Regions from separate parts of the Sus scrofa genome. Here region 1 is linked to region 2. The links are chromatin contacts, called in public Hi-C maps. All regions are on one chromosome and are shown on one strand. Each heading gives the region's core, a stretch centred on a gene start, on an enhancer-like site or on the middle of the called end of the contact. The rest is flanking DNA. Distances are from core to core; before and after follow the strand shown.

Region 1 (6,766 bases), core at 3,110-5,609, 47 kb before region 2:
TGCAGTAGGGGCGATGGAGCCAGGTTCATGTCCCTTAGTGACTCTTTGCTCAAGCTGGTTAGAAAATGAAAAATCTTCCTTATGGCAGTAATGCCAGCAGTAATAGTAGCTACCATTTAGTGAGCGTGGTCACTGGGCTGAGCAGTTCCGGGTTAAGCACCTGCTTGTACTGTTTCCTTTCACCTCGCCAACAGCCCTACAGGTAGGTATTAAGCTCTAAAACGTATGCTAGATTGCTCTTCTTTCATCTGTGTGTCCCTTTTCAAGAGAATATCTGGTCAGTAAAGTCCATCAGGTTGATTATTTTGTGTTTATGTGTCCCCCACCATTTGTTGGGTCTCCATTTGCGTAGCACAGGGAATGGATGGCCCACCTCCCAGTGAAGTGGGAATTGGTAAGAGGAAAGAAAGAAGCCAAGGCCCCAGAGGTAGTCCTCACTGTGTCGAATGCCTCCACTGCCCCAGGGCTGGAGGAGCAGAGAACAGTCAGCTCCTACTTCCTGCCCCCTGCAGCTAGTTTATAGGCTGGGTCCCTAAAATTACAACTTGTTCTAGTCCCACTCAGGTGGCTGGGTGTTTGGCCCAGCAGCCAGGTGATAACAATGGAAGGAGACCAGGACAGCCTGCTTAGGAAGACTGCTTCCTCTCCCTGGAGGTGCCTCGGCAGCAGTGAAGGCACACCATGGGCCTTGCTGTCCCCATCTGCACGGTACCATCGAACAGGGCCGAAAGCAAGCCTCAGTGATTTGGAAGGATGAGAACTGATGTCCAAGGGCCATGAGGGAACCAGCTGTCTTTGTCCACATCAGCTTTAGCCAGATAGCCCTGCAGTCGGTTTGGATACAGAGGCTGAGCCAAGGGGGCAGAAGGGTGGAGATGACAAATGGGATGACAGGAGTAGAATGAGACTTAACAGCATAGAGCTGGAGTTCCCATTGTGGTGCAGCAGAAACAAAGCCGACTGTATCCATGAGGACGCAGATTCAATCCCTGGCCTCGAACAGTGGGTTAAGGATCCGGCATTGCCATGAGCTGTGGTATAGGTTGCAGATGTGGCTCGGATCTGGCGTGGCTTTGGCTGTGGCGCAGGCCAGCAGCTGCCACTCCAATTCGACCCCTAGCCTGGGAACCTCCATGTGCTGCAGGGAGTGGCCCTAAAAGGAAAAAAAAAAAAGTATGGCGCTAACCTGTGACCTGGGGATTATTATACCCTTAAAAGCATTTCATAGAGGAATGCCCCTAGATCACCAAGTCAGAGACTGCTTTTCCACACACCCCTGGAAGGCCTCTCCTGTCAGGGCCTTTCAGACTCCGTGGGGGCCCAAGGGAATACGGTATCTCCACATCTGGGAGAACAGAAGGTACCTGATGGGCAGGAGTGTAACCTGATTTCAGCAGGTTTAACTTCTTCAGTTCTCCAGATCTGAGGTGAGCATGGAGTCTTTTACCGGGATGGTCTACCTACGAAAAAGACTGCCCAACAAGACAGGCCTGGAGTCTGTCCTCAGAATCGTAGCCTATGGGAGATGATAGACATGAAACCAGGCATTGCAGTATGCAGAGGGTTAGGAAGGAGCAGGAAGGAGTGGTCCAGAGGGTTATGGGAGCAAAAGAGCAAGAGGATTCTGTGAGTCAGTTCTTGTTTGCAAGTTGGCTTTTGGAAAAGGAAGTCTTTTTACTTGCATAACCAAGAGTCCAAGATGTAGCCTTCAGGAACAGCTAGATGCTGGTGTCCAAACCGTGCTGCTTGCAATACGTTGTCATCTCAGCTCTGCCTTCCTCGGTGTTCGCTCATGCTCAGGCAGGCTTTCCCTGAGCACTGGCGAGGCTCACCAGCAGCTTATTTCCAGTGTGCTTAATGCCACCAGACAAAGTTGTGTGCCTTTTTTCCAAAAGCTTCAGAAAAAGTCCCAAGGAGTTTTCATTGGTCTGGCTTGGGTCATGTGACTGTCCCAGACTCAGTCACCGTGGCCAGGGAAAGGGGATCCTTTGGCCAGACTTGCATCTGGGAGTGAAATCACTCTCAGAGTCAGAGGTGGGCTTAGCTCCACTTTACGCATTTGAGCTGAGATTAGGGAAGAGCTGGGTCACCATAAGAAAATAAGATGGAACTAGAGACTCTCATACTGAGTGAAGTAAGTCAGAAAGAGAAAGACAAATACCATATGATATCGCTTATATCCAGAATCTAATATAGGGCACAAATGAACCTTTCCACAGAAAAGGAAATCATGGACTTGGAGAATAGACTTGTGGTTGCCGAGGGGGAGAGGGAGGGAGTAGGGTGAATTGGGAGCTTGGGGTTAATGGATGCAGACTATTGCCTTTGGAATGGATTAGCACTGAGATCTGCTGTGTAGCACTGGGAACAATGTCTAATCACTTATGATGGAGCAGGATAATGTGAGAAAATAGAATGTGTACATGTATGTATGACTGGGCCACCATGCTGTACAGTAGGAAAAAAAAATTGTATTGGGGGAATAATTTAAAAAATAAATTTAAAAAAAAGAAAAAAAAAGAAAAGAAGATGCTGTTGCCAAAAGCGGGGAGGCAAACGCCATGGTCTTTACCACTGGGTTGCCCAGCAGTAGAAGGGGCAGGCGTCCCTCTATAACAGTGGCCCAGTTATTAAAGGACATGAAAAAGGAATGATGGAGTCTTGCAGCCTCCAGAGATGATCCATGGTGCATTAATGACCACTGACACCGTGGAGAGCCACAGTCAGGCCTCTTCCCATTATAGTCTTGCCAGACTGTCCAAGCCAGTCCCTGGCACCAGCCACCAACATGCAGGACAGAGGGATGCGCCGAACTGCACCATCAGGACACGGTCAAGGAAAGGCGGACTGTAGAGATTAGTACGAGTTACATGGCTTGGGTTTTTCCACAGAAGATCGAAAAGGCAAAGAAAGAAATGACAGGAAGTGCATAGAGTAAAAGAAACTCGAAGTTCCCATTGTGGCTCAGCAGGATAAGAACCTGACACTAGTGTCTGTGAGGATGCAGGTTCAAACCCTGGCCTTGCTCAGCACGTTCAGGATCCGGTGGTGTTGTGGCTGTGGTGTAAACGTCAGATGCAGCTCTGATTGGACCCCGACCCGGGAACTTCCATATGCACAGGTGTGGCTGTAAAAAGGAAAAAAAAAAAACAACTAACACATCAAGGCCTTTCAAATGGCCAAGACTAAACTGTAATGCGTAGGGTTGCACATTTAGATGAAAAAAAGAAAAATACACTTAAAAATGCAAGGAATCACTCAAAAGATAAAGCGCTTGCTTCCAAATGTGCTTTGCAAAAACGGAAAAACATAAATATTTTTAAATGCAGGCAAGTGGTTATTATAAAAGTTGGGAAAGTGGTCACTTAAGGGGCAGGGACAGGACCCTGACTGGGACGAGCACGTGGATGGGCTTCTGGGGTGGCCGGCAGAGCACTGATTCTTGAACGTTGGTAGTGGTTGCACAGGTGTTTGCCTTAGAATAATTCATTAAGGGAGTTCCTGTCATGGCTCAGTGGTTAACGAATCCAACTAGGAACCATGAGGTGGTGAGTTCAATTCCTAACCACACTCGGTGAGTTAAGGATCCGGCGTTGCCGTGAATTGTAGTGTAGGTCGCAGACGCAGCTGGGATCCTGAGTTGCTGTGGCTCTGGCGTGGGCCAGCAGCTATAGCTTTGATTGGACTCCTAGCCTGGGAACCTCCGTATGCCACGGGTGCAGCCCTAGAAGAGACCAAAAAAAAAAAAAAAAGAATCGTTCATTAAGCCACAGAGCTGTGTGATTTGTGTATCTGTGCTTCTTTTAAAAATAGAAAGATTTTCTTTCATTGAGTAACTTAAAAAAATAAAAAAATTTCAAAGAGAGGTGGGCAAGGATGTGAGCAAGGAAATAGGCCTCATGTCTGTTGCAGGCACTTCACCAGTACCCTAGGGGTCACCTGCCAGGAGGCAGTCTTTATGTTGAGAGTTGAAGGAAGAATCAGAATTAACTGAGGAAAGGAAGACAGCATTGTATTGGGGCAGCCGAATGTGCAAAGGCTCGTGAGAGCATGGTGCCTAAAGAAGAGCAACAGGGGAGGAAGCCAGGCCAACGGGCCACACAGTCCGGGCTGCTTGCAAGCCGTATTTAGGATTTGGACTTGAGCCTAAGAACAACAGGAAGCTCAGTGCATGCATCGTCCTCCGGGACAAGCATTTTAAAGCATCCCTCTGCTCCCAGTGTGGAGAATGGGCTAGAGGGGACGAAAATTAATGCAGGGAGGCTGCCAGTTGTCCAGTATAGACACAGTCCTCGCCAGAACCAGGTTGGTGGCAATAGGGAGTGGAAAGAAAAGGCAGACTGATGAAACACTTGGACAGTAGGATTGACAGGACCTGGTGAGGGGGGAGTCAAAGGTGATGGCCAGGCTTTTGGCTTAGACAACGAGGTGGATGACAGTGCATTTTCTGAGATGGGGAATGCCAACAGAAGGGTGATTTAAGGAGAGGAGCCTGTTGGAGTTCCCGCTGTGGCCCAGCTGGTTAAGAACCTGACGTAACATCCATGAGAATACTTAATCCCTAGGAGGGGGAAATTCCGTTCTCATTTACTAGATAAGCAGCTGAGGGACTAAGTACCTCAAATTAAATAGCAGATTCAGGACAAGAATTTGGGCCTTGTTGTTTGGCTGGTGGCGGTGGTTCCATGAAAAATCCTGTGAAGGAGCGGGATGAGCACGGGGCTCACATCCTGGCTCGCTGGCTTTCTGGTCTGCGGCCTTAGGCAAGTTCCTTAAGTACCTTGTGCCTCAGGTTTTCCCTCTGAAACATCAGGATCTACCCTTTCCTTGCCTTCTCTTTCTGCTGCAGGCCTGGGTTGCCAACTATGAGAGGCCCCGGATGAATGCCAACTCCCTGCTGGCCAGCCCCACTGGCCTCAGCCCCTACCTGCGCTTCGGCTGCCTCTCCTGCCGCCTCTTCTACTACCGCCTGTGGGACCTGTACAAAAAGGTGAGGGGCGGGGAGGGCGGCACACCCCGCCCCGGTTACAGCCAAGCGGACTGGGGCTTCCGGGCCGGTCAGTCACCCCACAGAGAGGCCTTCCCTCTGGCTTCAGTGTGTGTACTTACTCTCCAGAGAAGGTGAGGAAGAGGCCACATCCAAGAGGTGGCAGAGCCAGGCATGACCCACTGCCAATCTAAACAAAATCCAGGTTCTCACGTGGAGAACAGGCAGAACAGCCGACCTCAGGTGACCCCAGAGGTGGCAGTTCTACCAGTGGACGGGGACCGGGTGCTCAGAATGGCAGGCAGGGGGAGGCTAGAGCCAGTCCTAAGGGGAGGAGCACGGCAGCCCTCTAAGGGGCTGTGTCCAGAGCACTGAGGGGGTGCCTAGGAGCAGCAGTTGCCCATCGGTGATGAGGAAATGACCGGGAGGCCTGAGTGCAGGGCGAGCTATGGACAGCAGGCAGAGAGCCCTCTGCTGCCGCCCCCACCCCGAGGCAGGGAGAGGGCAGCACATCTAGCTCTTCGGATTCATCTATCGTCCTTGCCTCTGTGTAGTTTCCTAATCCTTCACAATATCCAGCTTTCGTGGCATGGGCTGCCTTTGCCAGTTTGGTGGATTATCTTGTAATTTTAGGAAAATTAGTATTCTCTTGAAGATCTGATGTCTTAAGTCCCTCATGGCCTCAACTCCAGGCTGTTGGGCATAACTTATTTAACCAAAATCTAGACCGAACATTTTTTATGTCTGCTGATGGCAAATTCCCTTTGACGTTTTAGAAGGTGGAACCAAACAGGGACCCTTCAAGGACGAGGATCGTGACCAGTTTGGGGAGGTTGGGTCCCAGGGCAGAGTCCTGCAGCACTGTCCCTTTCCACTGCCTGACTCTCGGCAGCCCTTCCCCTTGCTCAGAGCACAGCCAGGGCCCGGGGCTTCTGTCTGAGCGCAGACTGTGCTGCTTCTCCTGGGGCCTGGCCCCTCCATGCATCTAGGGCTTCGGAGCCGCCAAGTTCATAGCAGCTCCACCTTCCTTTGTGGGAGCTCCCTGAGTGGCCGGGCACTGAGAGCTGGGCCAGGCTGATCCACGTGCTGTCCCCACCCCCAGGTGAAGCGGAACAGCACCCCCCCGCTCTCCCTGTTTGGGCAACTCCTGTGGCGAGAGTTCTTCTACACGGCAGCCACCAACAACCCCAGGTTTGACCGCATGGAGGGGAACCCCATCTGCATCCAGATCCCCTGGGATCGCAACCCCGAGGCGCTGGCCAAGTGGGCCGAGGGCAAGACAGGCTTCCCTTGGATTGACGCCATCATGACCCAGCTGAGGCAGGAGGGCTGGATCCACCACCTGGCCCGGCACGCCGTGGCCTGCTTCCTCACGCGCGGGGACCTCTGGGTCAGCTGGGAGAGCGGGGTCCGGGTGAGTGCTCTCTCAGCAGGCAGCTGGCCTGTACCCTCTCACCGGCCTGGCCCAGGGCGGCCCCCTTTTGGGCTGAGGGATGGGCTGGGACCCCTGGCTCCAGGAGATCCCCTCCAGATCCTCCTTGGCTTGCCCTCAGCCCATCTCCACGGGGCGCGTGGTGACTTGGGGAGAACCATGGCCGAAGTCCCCAAGAAGGCTGATTGTCTCACCTTCCCCACATCTAGGTGTTTGATGAGCTGCTCCTGGATGCGGATTTCAGCGTGAATGCGGGCAGCTGGATGTGGCTGTCCTGCAGTGCTTTCTTCCAACAGTTCTTCCACTGCTACTGCCCAGTGGGCTTTGGCCGCCGCACAGACCCCAGT
Region 2 (6,938 bases), core at 2,594-5,093:
GCCCCGCCCTCAGTGTATATCCTGCCAATACGGCTTAAGATGGTCCCGAGGGCTCTGAGGGCAGGGCTGGGCTGGCCCAGAGAAAATCAGGGAGTGACTGCACCCAGGACAGCACATAGCATGTGCTCAGTAGACCGAGATCGAGATCGGGGAAGGAGGGAGGAAGGGGAGGTGTGAACAGCGGTAGGGTGCCGACCCCGCTTCCCCACGCTCTGGCTCGCGGAAGGGGGCAGGTCCTTACTCCGAGAAGCGGTCATAGAACGGGGAGCGCAGCAGGTAGTAGAGCAGCAGGATGGTCCGGCGTCGCAGTTCCAGCCGCTCCCTCCGGGTCAGGCCCTTCCTGTCACTCAGGAGGCTCAGGCTGGGAGGATGGGAGAACACGGAGGGGACAAGATTAGGGCCAGCAATAGGAGCACCAAGGGCCCCGGCCTGTCCAGGTGAGGCCAGGCCTGCAGCACAAAGCCCGAGGAGGGAATAGAGCCCCCAAGGCAGGCCCAGACTCACCTGGTCACATCCACGACACCAGACAGGAGCCAGGGTGTCCACGACCGCTGACCCCACAAGCCCAGGCTGAGCACTGACGGCCAAGGCGTCAAGGATGTCTCCAGCGTGTGGCCCGCGCTGCCCGCTCCCATCTACCCGGCCCCCATGCCATGTGAAGGATACAGTGCAGCAGGGGCCGGGCAATATACAGGGACTCGGCGATGGTCTCCTGCAGCCCCAGCGGGGTTGGGGGGATGCTCAGCTCCTCACGCTGCTGCTGCTGCTGCCGTCCTCCCGCTGCTGGGGGGCTCCCCAGTGCCTTGAGTGCAGGGACGGAGCTAGAACACAGGGGCAACAGATGAGCAGCCGGGCCCAGGCCAGGGCGGGGCAGGGAGGGCCAGTAGCGATGAAAGCCAGGCCCCCAGGCCCACACTGACCTCAGCACCGAGGTGCCTACACCTTACACTTACTGTTCTGGAGGGTTCGCACCACTCGGTTTGACCGCTTCCCCACATATGACTGCTCTCCGCTGCCACAGCTGTGGTCACCATCTAGCGGGGATAGACAAAAGGCCACACTGTCAGAGGGACATGTTTCCAGCAGAGCCTGCAAAGAACATGCGTGCAGTGATGCTCGTGGGCTAAGGGGAGAACAGATGAGCTGTACTAAGGCGGAAGCTGAGTTCGGGGCGCGGCAGCAGGGGCCAGGCCTGGGACCTGTCCACAGTGGGGGGCATTCTGCAGCCCTCCCTGGGGAAACGCCAGTATCTCCTGCAGCAGATAAGCAGCCAAGAGCCCAGGCTTCAGGGACTGGAACAAGGCAGGGAGGGCCCTTGGTCTATGGGGACCACAGCACCAGAGGGGCCATCATCTCCCCAGTCCTTTGCTTTCAACATGACCATGAAGAAAAGACTAGCAAAGAACTGTCCCCACTCCAAGTCAGGAGGGTAAGGCCTGGGGCCAAGAGCTAACGGGTTCAAAGCCCTTTGGGGTCAGATCTGCTGGGTACCCTGTTTCATGAGGCTGCAGGCCCTGAGGCAAAACCAGGCCCAGAGATGAGGTTGGCACAACCCCTGCCTCCTGCTGATGCTCTTTCCCCTCTCAATGGCAGCCCACAAAAGAGGAGGACTCCGAAGCCAGAAGTCCTGAGTTCAAGTTCTGATCTGCCTCTGACCTCATCTTTCTTTTTCTTATAGGGTGATGAGAACAAAATGGGTTGACGGAGATAGATGTGTTCTACCAATGACACCGCATATTCACACTGCTTGGCTCTAAATTCAGATGAGTCCCGTGCCCCGTTCCACTCCGGAGTTGGGAAGCAGCTTACCCTGGGGCTGTGCCTGGGTCTCCCTGTCCAGTGGAACGATGGGGGGTGATGTCTGGAGGCCAGCTTTGAACCAGATCAGCAGGAACATCCGCAGTACAGCCCTGGGTTGAGAATTTGACAGGGCTGGTGGGGGCAGTGGCCAGCCGACAGGGGGTCAGAGGTGCTCTGCTGAACCCTATCTGCACAGCTGGCCTCAGTTACCTCCACCCAGGGCCTGCCCTCCAGAGTCCCGACATACTTGGCCAGCTGGATGAGGGCAATGACGAGCCAACGTCCCACTTCACCCCACACTTTGGCGGCCCCCATCTCCATGAAGACCTCCACGCACTCCAGCACACTCAGCCATGTCAGCAGCTTCTGCTGGGACAGTGACTGCAAGAACCCCAGATCAGAAGGTCAGGGGGCTCCCCCAGTCCCATGCCCTCCCCCTACGGGACACCTCTGCCAGAAAATGTGGACTTTCCTCTTTCCAAGATTAAGCGTGTAAGCCCGAGTTCACATGGGACAGGCTACTCTATCCCTCTGAAGCCTGGTCTCTTTATCCAAAAAGGGTAAAGAGACAGTAACACCCGGACATTTCGCCTAATGAGATGGCTTGAAGTTCAGAGGGATGCAAGCATGTCTCCTGCTCGGTGAGACCATAACACATGTTGTACACATGGGCTGGTAGTTCCCATTTAGCTCCCGAGCCTCCATGCTTCCCGCCCTCAGTTCTGGCCCAATTCTCACCACAGGCAACTTTTTTCGAAGTTCCTTTCGTAGGATCCCGTCATTGAGCAGCACCAGCAGGTTAGAGGCAGAGTACACTGAGGGGTAGAGTGTGGCCTTGAGAGGCTGGATCTGCAGGCTCCACCCTTCCCCTTCACCCCAAAGCTACAGGGATCACTCGTCACCCGCTGTGCTCAGCTACTCACACACTATGTGGAAACCAAAGTGCCTCCCCACCCACTCCCTCAGAGCTCCACACTCCCCCACAGGATCTCTCCTGTGGGCAGCTGGACCAAGAGAGGATGGTTTGATCCCTGTGACAGACCAGCTACTGCCCTGCTGGAGGACACCAGTCATCTGGCTGCCCAGACTGCCAAACAGGCCTTTGCTCTCTCCACGCCTGTCCCTGAAAGTCGATTCCATCTCTACCTTTCAAAAGCCAGCTCATCCTTTCAGGACCTGCACCTCCCATACTCACAGGGTAAACACTACTGAGGCAGTTACAGTCTGTAGATTCTGGAATCTAGGAGATGTGGATTTGAATCCTGGTTCTGCGACCTTCAGTGGCTGTTCCCTAACCTCATTTAAACCCCTGTTCCCTTAACTGGACATTGAGGACCGTAACAGTACCCACCTCATGTGTGCCTGTAGGGAGGATTAATTGGGCAAAGGCAGGAAAGCCGCTTGGCTTAGCCTCCTGACCAGCCAAGGTCCCCACACATGTCTCTCAACTACTGGGGTCATGGACGGCCCAGGACAGTGGACTCTGGACCCTCGTCTGATTCAGTCACAGCAGAGGATGATTTAACGGGAAGTCTAGAACTGCGAGCCAGGGTGGTCACCCCTCCCGCCTCCGACTCACCCCACAGTCCGACTCACCCAGCTCCGACAGCTCGTGCGAATCGGCGAAACGACCTGGGGAGAAGGCACAGAAGGGATTTTCGGTGAGCGTCCGCCTCACCCTGTGGCTTCGGGTCCCCGGACATCCCCTCCCTAAGTCCTACGGGAACCTGGAAGGAACTTCTCAAGCGCGGCGAGCACTACTCTGACTCCGCAGAGAAGGGGGCCAGTGGGGTCAGAGGCCAGAGCCCCGAAGGGATGGGTCAAAGGTCAGGGTGGCACCTGCCAGCAGGTAACTGAGGCCCCGCACTGCTGTCTCCAGCTGGGCCGTGGCGGCCGGGTGACGAGTCACGTACTCCTGGTAGCGGAGGCCCAGGAGCCGCAGCTTCTCCATCCTGCCCTCGGGACCGACAGACTCACGGCCGACAGCGCGACTGGCCACTGCACCCTGCTTCCTGCGCCCTCCTTCCTGCTTCCGGCCCTAGGCCCGCCTCTCTGTTGCTTAACTTCCGCGGGCCGGAAGGATGGTGACGTAAAGGGCCATTGAACCACTCTTCACCCCTTTGCTTAAATTACCCTCCACTAGAGTAAAGCAACTGCGGGCCTAATCCCGCCCTTTCCATTTCTTCAGGTCATTGGTTAACACACTCCCCACCCCCATCGGGCTCTTCCGCCTTTCGGGTTGGCTGCCCTTGCGCCTGCGCAGTTACAGCCCCAGGAAATCTGTGGTAGTCTGAGCAGTTCGTTCCCGAGGCGGGACTTAAGAGCCTAGAGTCTTTCCAATAGAACGCCGAGCGGCTCGAACCGGAGACAGGCTTTTAAAGGGCTGGCCGGTATCGCGCCCAAAAAGGAACCTCCGTCAAACTTGGGGGTGCGCGTGGACAGTTTAAGAACAGTCAGACTGTGTGCAGGCGCGTGTTTGGCCAATTGCCTCGTCTCCTGACCCCTACCTGAGGTAGTGGTGAGGAAAGTGAGGCAGCGAGGGGTCCAGCCTCCCACGCAGTCACGATCTCCCGGCCGGCACCGTTGGTGGCCCGGCTTCGGCCCCAACTCCCGCACGGATTCTGCACGCCCCCCACCTCCCAAAGAGCGCGCACTTGCACTCCGCATCTCCAGAGAGAAAACCCTAGCCCGGGCTTCTGCTCTCGGATGGGGAGTGACCTTAATCAGGATTATCCCTTCTCTGGGCCTCGGTTTTCCCCATCTGTAAAATGGTTAGAGGGGCAGACTTGGTCCTTGAACTCAGAATCAACCTCAAAGCCCTTTTCGGCCCTCGGGTGCACCTTTCAGTCCCTTAGCCTCTCCCCAAGGGATGGGGGCTTCTCCTGGGAATCTCTTCCCAAATAAGGAAGCCTCCCTGAAAGGGGAGGCAGCGAAACAGCAGCAGCCAGAGGCAGGTGGAACCAATGTTCGGCAGAGGCAGCCGCCGATAGGCTGTGGGCAAAGGGGCGGGGCATGGATGGGGCCGCGGGTTCTGCCTTTGGGACAGGGACAGCAGACTTATAGTACACTTGAGAATAGTACTGCATCTTACCTAATTCCCTCCACCAGACACTATCTCTTTAAGAAAGGATCCGCTTAAGAACGCCCAGTCAAGACTGGAATTCTGGTCTTAGTCTGACCACAGAATCTAGACATCGTAACACACCTCACCAAGAAACCACAGCCCCTCCTTGCACTCTTTCCCCCAAGCCTCCTCCCCAGCTTCTGTATCAGGTGGGGAATTGTAGCTGCCCTCCCTACTCATGCCACATAATGAAGCCCCACGGAGATGTGTCCCAGGGCCTCCAGAGAGGGAAAGATCCTGAGGAACAGAGGCCTTGACCATGGGCATCCTCTACATCCTTTACCACCACCTCCTGAGTGCCAGGCTCACCCACACTTGACTCCTCCTAGCAGCTTGACCAGGTTGGTATGAACTTTTCATAGCTTGGAAATAAGAGGCCCAAGGAGAGGAAAGGACTTGCCTCGGGTCACTTGTCTGCATGGCGTGAGCCAAACAGACCACAGTGAGGTTCTCCTATGACAGGGCCCTCTCTCCTACTGCCCACTGCCCAGCAAGAGCAGTGATTGTTGAGGCTACTTGGTCAGGAGTCAAGTTAGCAGCTGGGATTAAGACTAGGGCTCAGGGCATTGGGTGCAGGGCTCTTCCTCCTTTTCTCCCTACATCCCATCACCTTAATGGTTTTGTTTTCATCAGTGGTCCTCCTCCCTCCGTGGCAGTGGAGAGAGAGAGGAAAGGGGACTGTGAGGTTTCTTGGCACTCCCAGGGCTGGTGCTCCTGTGCTTCTGGAGAGGAGAGAGGCCTGGAGGACAGAAGAGAGGCCCCCCCAAACAGAATATTGGATGGGCCTCCCTGGACCTCACTGTGACCTGGAGAAGGGGCTCAGGCCAGGTCCTTTAGCCCAACTTCCAGCTACGGAAAAGAATATTGGGGTTGAGGCCTGTTTCTCCTCCCTCCCTCAGGTCTGGGAGGAGATCATGGGCTCAGCCAGGTTGGCAACAGCAGGTCTGCCTAAATTTCCTCTCCAGATCACATGTCTGATTAGCTTGCAGAGACAAAGAGTGGTCGTGTGTGCAGGAGGCGCTCAGGACGCCCCGCCCTCCTGGGCCCCTGCCCGGATTTGGTTATCTGGCTGGGCTTCTTTGTAGGGCCTTTACGCAGGTTGGACCTGATCCTTCCCCCTTCACTCTGCCCTGAACCACAAGAGAAGAGAGCTAGACCAGTCTAACAGGTACGGATAAGGACAGAGGCCCAGAGAGGGGGCCTGATTAGTCCAAGGTCATACGGCAAAGTCCTGGACAGAGCTGGGCCAACTGAGTCTGAGGCCTAGACGACCAGCACCCTTCGTAGGCCCATACCCACCTTCCTTTCTTCCTCCACACCCCAGAAGAACTTCTGGGAGGCCCAGCAAGCATCTCAGCACCTCAGTGTCCACTGAGTGGTAAGCTGGAGTGAGGGGTGGGGCCAGCATGATTGACCAGTCACTGTGCAGAGCCAGCTGCAGCCCCAGCTTCCTCCACAACCCCCCTGGTCAGGCCCTCACGGGTACCCTATCTGCTCTCTCACATGTAACCCCACTGATAGATAGTCTCCGTGGCGGGGCTTGGGGAGGGATTCATCCACACCCACCCCAGCTCCAGGCTGGCGATGAGAGTCAGGCAACTGGCGGCTCAAAGCTCCAGATGCCTAGGTGGTCCCTACCTCCTCCGTCTCTCAGTTCCCAGATGTATAAGGAAGCCACATTAGTCTCCATGGTAACCATTGCCCCTGGCCTCCAAGGCCCAGAGCCAGACCTTTCTGGCAGACCCCCATTTCCCAGAGAAAGGCACCCCCATTTCGCAGAGGAGACTTGGAGGGGGTTGTCTCAGACTGGGCTTCTTTGCCACATCTCTTTGGGGGCTGGGGCCCCTCAGCCTCACTTTTCCGTAGCTGGAAGTTGGGCTAAAGGACCTGGCCTGAGCCCCTTCTCCAGGTCACAGTGAGGTTCAGGGAGGCCCATCCACATTCAGTACATATTTACCAAGAGCTAGGTATGTGCCAGGCCCTGGGGACCCAGGGAACCCAGTCCGGTGGGCAG

The links. Hi-C and Micro-C count contacts between places; a contact is called where the count stands out from the background.
Region 1: a contact with region 2 is called in a Hi-C map of liver, with 1.7 times the contacts expected there. The contact joins the enhancer-like site here to the promoter of PEX16 in region 2. A contact is called at or near these places in 2 of 5 promoter capture datasets (fetal skeletal muscle and liver), 6 of 47 Hi-C or Micro-C datasets (embryonic fibroblasts, heart right ventricle, liver and 1 more) and 2 of 2 datasets of contacts at active chromatin or transcription factors (alveolar macrophages and skeletal muscle).

What each region holds. Positions count from the first base shown.
Region 1 is chr2:16,599,359-16,606,124 of Sscrofa11.1, reverse strand. CRY2 (cryptochrome-2) reads left to right here. Exons shown (of 12, transcript XM_021083144.1): 6 at 4,850-4,990; 7 at 6,090-6,401; 8 at 6,629-6,766. Among named protein-coding and RNA genes, the nearest start is that of CRY2, 18 kb to the left of the region's middle. Within about 2 kb of position 4,359, at least 2 of the 83 cell types and tissues checked have an H3K27ac peak or open chromatin away from gene starts, as enhancers often do. A contact at or near this core is called in liver, where this site is marked.
Region 2 is chr2:16,551,950-16,558,887 of Sscrofa11.1, reverse strand. It overlaps PEX16 (peroxisomal biogenesis factor 16), which reads right to left and starts at 3,843. Exons shown (of 12, transcript XM_003122832.4): 1 at 3,640-3,843; 2 at 3,397-3,432; 3 at 2,539-2,615; 4 at 2,048-2,181; 5 at 1,810-1,910; 6 at 954-1,034; 7 at 772-821; 8 at 667-769; 9 at 505-577; 10 at 242-361. The coding sequence starts at 3,751.